Regions from separate parts of the Sus scrofa genome. Here region 1 is linked to region 2. A link is a contact called in public Hi-C data. All regions are on one chromosome and are shown on one strand. The core of a region is the stretch at or near the end of the contact, and the rest is flanking DNA. Distances in the headings are between cores, read along the strand shown.

Region 1 (2,927 bases), core at 142-2,641, 440 kb before region 2:
TATCATGGTTTGCAAAGTGCTACAAAGATATGAACAGTCCCTTCTGAGTCTCCCTCTCATGCCAGCGGGTACAAGGTCACAAAATATCATCTGTCCAAGGGCAGGGGGAGACCTTTTAATTAGAGGGGTTAGTTATAATACTCATAGGAAGATGCTTATAATACTCATAAGAAAAGTGCCCTTAAACACCCAGCAAAGAACCAAGAAAGACGAATCTCATGCCCTCTGTATGGGAAACCAAGATTGGTGCCCTAAAGGTGACGAGTTGTGATAATACAAGAGGAAGATAAATAAATATCAACTCGAAAATACTTGAATAGCTATTACTGAAAGGCTGAAACTGAACTGATGCCAGCACTGTTGATTATACATCAGAAACGAATTAGCATCAAACCCGGTCTAACTTCTTTCTCTGATTTCTGAACAAGTTGCCAGAGTTTGAGTGTCTTTTCCTTTTCTGCTTCTTCTAAATGCTGCGATCAATCCAATCCGAAGGGCCCAATGCCCATATCTAACTACACTCAAGTTGTACTGTAAATCCAGGTAGCAAAATCTCTATTCTCAAATTGAAACAGAAAAACAAACAAACAAACAAACAAAAAACACTGCACATAAAACCCACAGTGGTGTCTTGTGTTTTGTGAAGGGCAAATAAAAGATACAAATGCTGCAAAGAAGCCTGCCTGGGGACTGGCAACTTTTCTGACTTGGCTGGGTCGCGGTTGTACCCATTTACGTAAAAATTCACAGAGCTGTACCCTAGGTTAGGTACTTCACACATTCCTCTCCCAACTAACCCCACCTACATCCTCTTCTCATTTTACTGCTGAGGTATCTGAGGTTCAGAGAGAGCAAGCCACTTAGCAAAGCTCACACAGCAAGAAAACAGCCGAGGCAGAATTCACTTCTAAGTGCGTCTCATCATAAAGCCTGAGATGGCTGGGAGGCAAGCACCGCGTATCACAATGTTCGGGCTGGCAAGGATCTCACAGCCTTTCGTTTCACGTATGGGACGCGTTTACGAAGACGCCGGGATCCCTCCACCAGAATTGGGACGGCGAACTCACCACGGTCGCGACTCCCATTCAAGCGCGCCGGGGGTTAGAGCATGCGCTCTCTGACCTGGGTGAGGATGGGCTGGAGGGAGGGAGAGCACCAATAAGAAAGACCCGCTGTCCCCCCTCAAGTTGGGGAACCCAGTCCCCGCCGCCCTACCTTGGTGGATGAAGGGCTGCCTGCTGGGTCTGCCGGGTGGGAGCCCACTAGCGCTGGATTCGCTCATGGTTGTGCCCAGCGCCGCCGAGAGGCCGCGGGAGACCAGCTCCAGCCGCCGCCACCTCCCCGCCTTCGCTTCGGGAGCCGGGATTCCAGGTTCCGGCGCTGACGTCACAGAGGCGGGGGCGGGGGCGGGGCGCCGGGCTGCCCTTCCCACGCCCGCCCCGCGCTGGACCACCCGAGGGGCCCGGAGCTGGGAGGCGAGGTGACAGCCGGGGGCGGCGGGAAGGTGCGGTTCCGGCGCGTCGCCCACCCGGGATGGGAGGAGCGGCTGGAGAGCCTGAGAGACCCCGGACGGCTCCATCCAGCGGCCGCGCTGAGGGGCGACCTTCCAGTTTTTAAAAAGTGTAATAAAAATAATCAAAGACTCCAAACAAGTGTATCGAGTAAGTTACCATTTGAGTACAAAAAGGGAAGAAAAAAAAGAAAGGGACCGTACTTGTTTGTAAATACAGAAGATGTCTCTCGAGTGGAGAGCTAGGAGGCTGGGGGAGAGAGGTAGGAGGGAGGATTTTTCTATAATATATATTTTTAAAATTTTGCACCATATCCACATCTCTGCCTCTATCCACGTTTAAAAGATAGAATTCAAAGGAATTGCCAAATAAATACTGAAGAAATTGTATATACATTTGTATATAATACAAGTAACTGCCAAATTAAACAAAGTGTAGCTAAGTCTACTATGCAGAAGAATTCCAAATAATTTCTAGACACTTCAAGGAAGTGGAACCTAACTCCGCCCTCTTTAAGTGTAGACTACATACAGTGACTTCCTTCCAAAGACGACAGTGTGGAAAGGGAGGGCGGGGCAAGTATTTAACTGAATAATCCCTGACAAACACTTTCCCAGACAGATGATCACAAAGTCAGAATCATCAGTGATGTCATATTGATGATATGCATCCTTGATATGATGTGATAGAAATGATATTTTACCTGTGGGGTCTTTCTCCCCCAGACCCATAATTTCAGCCTCATCATGGAAACATCCGACAAACCCCAACTGAGAGACATTCTGCAGGATACCTGATAAGCTCCACAAAACTGTTAGGTCGTTAAAAACGAGGAAAGTCAGGGGTTCTCGTTGTGTCTCAGTGGTTACAAACCTGCCTAGTATCTGTGAGGGTGCAGGTTTGATCCCTGGCCTCACTCAGTGGGTTAAGGATCCGGTGTTGCTGTGAGCAGATCGCAGATGTGGCTCAGATCCCATGTTGCTGTGGCTCCAATTCGCCCCCTAGCCTGGGAACTTCCATATACTGCAGGTGCAGCCTTAAAAAAAATAAAAAAGGAAAGTCAGAAACTGTCACAACCAAGAGGAGCCTAAGGATCCATGACCACTCAAGTGTAAGGTGGCTGCTAGGATGGGATGTGGAACAGGAAAAGTAACATCTAAGCAAATCTGAATAAAATATGGACTTTAATACTCCAATATAAAATAAAAATTGACTTAAATTGGAAAAAATTAAAGTATGGACTTTAATAATAATGTGTAGGCATGGCTCATCTATCACTGATGGGGTAAGAGAGTAATAATCAGAGAAACTGAGTTTGAGTGTATGGAAATTCTCTGTGCTATTCTCAACAATTTTCTGTAACTCTAAAACTATTCCAAGTCAGAAAATTATTTGTTTATTTATTTATTTTGTTTT
Region 2 (3,350 bases), core at 111-2,610:
ATTCCCCCGAAAGCCCCCACCCCTGGGGAAACTTCCGAATCAAGATTCCTCCGCTGAAGTTCCAAGGCTTTTGTGCCAGGTCCCTCCCCTACTTCTCTAGTCTTTGCAAGGATCCCCAGTTCCTCCAGGGCTCTCTTTGCTCAGGTGCCCCCCCCCAACCTGGTGCAGTTGAGCAGCCAATGTGGCGCGTGGCCCGGGGCCCCAGGCGGGGACGCCGCTGCCCGCCACGCTCCAGGGGCCTTTGTCCGCGCTCCAAGGAGCCGCCCCTTAGCGAACTGGGGACAAGTTGCGGAGTGGGGGGTGGGAGGTGGTATTGGCGAGGCCTGGGAGTGACAGAGCTAGGGAAAGAACCTTCCGGCTGTGCTAGAGTCCTCCTCCGGAGCAAGGTCGGCACCCCCCTCCCTGGCTAGTTAACCAGCTCCCTCCCACCCCACCCCCAGCCCGCCAAGGCGGGTGCAAGCAGTAAGGAACCTGGGATGCAGAGGACTGGAACCCCGTGTCCGCCAAGGGGTGGGGATGCAGCACTGGGCTGGCTCACCTCTAGCCAGGCTGGAACAGAAAAGCTAGCCGACCCCTCTCCCCCGCCATTGTATGCAGCTGCCCCTCAATTGTCCCCCGGTCCCAGGTCTCAGCTCTGCCTCTTTTGGCCTGCAGTGTCCCCCTCTTGGTCCCGTAGTGCGCAGCCACGGCCGGCTGGGAGCTTGGCCCCTAGCCCCTGCGGCAGGTGCGGCAGCTCAACCCCAAAGCTCGGCCCCTGTGCCCCCAGCTCCGTCTGCCCTGCGTGTGGTCAGGGCCCACCGGCTTGCCACGCAGCCCCCAAACCTGCCCGCGGCTGCCCTCACAAATCACCCGGGCACGGCTGGGCTCCTTTACATTCCCAGTTGACCTTTGCCTCTGGTGGCCCCAGGACCCTCCTCAGGGACTTGGATCTCCTCCCGGTCCGGGTACACCCCTCCCCCCGAAAGGTCCCAACCCCCCACCCCACCCTCTGCGGCTCCTCTCTCTCTTGGCACTGTAGTCCCCCCCTCCAATCCCCCATCTCACCCAGCAGATTAACCCCTTGGGGGGCCTTAGCACAGAAGCAGACCTCACCTCAACCCTCCCAAGTCCGGGCGGGAAAAGTTTCTGGGGTCCCCGCAGCGCCTCCACCCCACCCGCGCCGCTCGCACTCACCGACCCCCGCGGCCCCGAAGCGCCGACGCTCCCGCTGGCCCTCGGCTCTAGTCACATCTCTGCAGCGCCGCCGTGGCCCCAGCCCCGCGCGCGCCCGCCCGCCAGCCTGTCCGGCCTCACTGCATCGCACTCAGGAGCCGCTGCCGCGCGAGGCGCCCCCTGGCCCGGCCAGCGCAGCTGCAGCCGCCACGACCCCGCCCCTCCAGCCGGCCCGCCCCCTGGAGCTCCGCCCCCCGGAGCCTCCGAGCCCCGCCCCCGGCGGGGCCGCCGCAGGGCTGCTTGTTCCCAGTTGAATTCCGCTCAAGCTCCTCGCTCTTGGCCGGCGGCGCTGTGAGACGAGCCCCCTGCAGCGTCCCCGATTCGAGAATACTCCCTGCATATCCACAGTGCGCCCATAAGCAGTCTGGACATGCCGGACACATCCGCAGGTTGATGTACTTGCGGAAACACACACACGGAGCCCCCCAGCTCAGCACATTCTCCTACGTGGCTTCCTAAACAGAGACTTCCCCACTATATCCCAGCAAGAGCCGGGGCGCAGAGAGGATTCCGCCGCGCTCCTTCCAAAGTCACAAATGCCCCAGTATCCAACCAGGCAGCCCCTTCCCGCCTGGGCACACTCTAAATCCTCGCCCCTCCCAAAGGACTCTTGTCCCTTCACGTATCCTGAGCCCTACACCCGCGTCCTTGGCCGCCCCCAAACATACTCGAACGTCCACGGAGTACTCCTCACATGGGTCCATGCTCAGGATCCCACCACCGCCGCCACACACATCACACGCATTCGTCCACGATCTCCCTGCGCACACACCTGGCACTCCGCAGACGCTCAGGGCACAGGAGGGACGCGCGCCCATGGGGTAGCCACGGGACCTGCTCGAAGAAAGTGGTTCAGGGCGGCTGGGACCTCGACACAGAGTCTGGCTCCTGTCCGAGGTCAGCATGAGCCTACCCGGCCTGGGAGCTGCTCTCCAGCTTCAGACCAGCTTCCCCAGGTCTTCCTTCCAAAGTCCCCAGAACTTTGAGGACCCCTCTGTGCTGTGGATAAGACGCCCCCACCCCACCCCCCCATCTTGGCCCTACAAGACACAACAGGGGGAGGTACGCAGGAAGGTGGGTTGCCGAATAACACTCCCTTCTGGGGACAGCTGCAGACCCTGATCTTTGGGGAGCACTGACCTTTCAGATATTCGCATCCCTACCTTCGAGCCTGCGGCCAGGCCAAGGCGGTTTTCTATGGTCAGGCGACGTACCATTCGGACCTGCATCTTTCCAAACAACTCATCTTAAGTTTAAGGAAAAATGGAGAAGTACCACGAAACCAAAAAATTCCCGGTTTTATTGGCTGACGTATCCTCAGCGCCTGGAATAGGGTCTGGCACTCAGGAGACGATCTTTAGACATTTGCGAGACGACCCCTCCTCAGAGTCCGGGAACTGGAAAACTGGAACATGGATGGGTACCGCCCCCTTGTGGTGTCTAGTGGAACTGACGCCGAGATTCCTTTCTTTCCTTCTGTAATCCTGAGTAAATTCACTTTTCCAAGCCATCAGCTGGCGTGGGAAAGCTGTTCCTGTGAATTGATTAATATTACAGTTGCAGTTATATTCCTTTCCCTAGCCCATTGTACAGAGGAACCCTGGATGTGATGATCAGTTTATCTTTGGGTGATGATACTTTGGGAAGCAAAGGGTGAAAATGAAGGAGGCTATTATCTCCCACTCAAAAGTTCAGGGACCCAAGGACCCATTATCTGCGTCATGATAGCTTATGCTCACTGTGAGCCAGGCGCTATTCTAATTGCTTTACTTTCTTTAAAATATTTAATGCTCCCAGCAACCCTTTACTCTGTTATTCTGTTATTTATTTACTCTGTTATTCACTGCTTTTTTTTTTTTTTTTTTTTTTTTACTCTGTTATTCACTACTCCTTGCAAATGGAGACACTGAGGGTTTAATGACCTGCCCACAGTCATACACTCGATGAAGCTAGGATCTCGCCGAGGTCCTTTCTCTCAACCAGGGCTAAACTAGTGTCATTTTCTCCAAGGTCAGGTGTCATCACTGACAAGTTGCATGTCCCCGGAGGTCCCCCCTGATCTCTAGCCTCAAATGCTCAGTCCACTTTGAGCTGATGAAAAACAGAGGCTTTCCTGGCTCTGTTCCTCACCTGCAGAA

Evidence for each region. A called contact is a pair of places that touch in the nucleus more often than the background predicts.
Region 1: a Hi-C map of fetal skeletal muscle shows a contact between it and region 2, with 2.2 times the contacts expected there. The contact joins the promoter of TMC7 here to the promoter of GPRC5B in region 2. A contact is called at or near these places in 5 of 47 Hi-C or Micro-C datasets (embryonic fibroblasts, fetal skeletal muscle, mesenteric adipose tissue and 2 more).

The regions. Positions count from the first base shown.
Region 1 is chr3:26,304,640-26,307,566 of Sscrofa11.1, reverse strand. It overlaps TMC7 (transmembrane channel-like protein 7), which reads right to left and starts at 1,391. Exons shown (of 16, transcript XM_021086539.1): 1 at 1,216-1,391. The coding sequence starts at 1,282.
Region 2 is chr3:25,868,379-25,871,728 of Sscrofa11.1, reverse strand. GPRC5B (G-protein coupled receptor family C group 5 member B) reads right to left here and starts at 1,360. Exons shown (of 4, transcript XM_021086531.1): 1 at 1,174-1,360.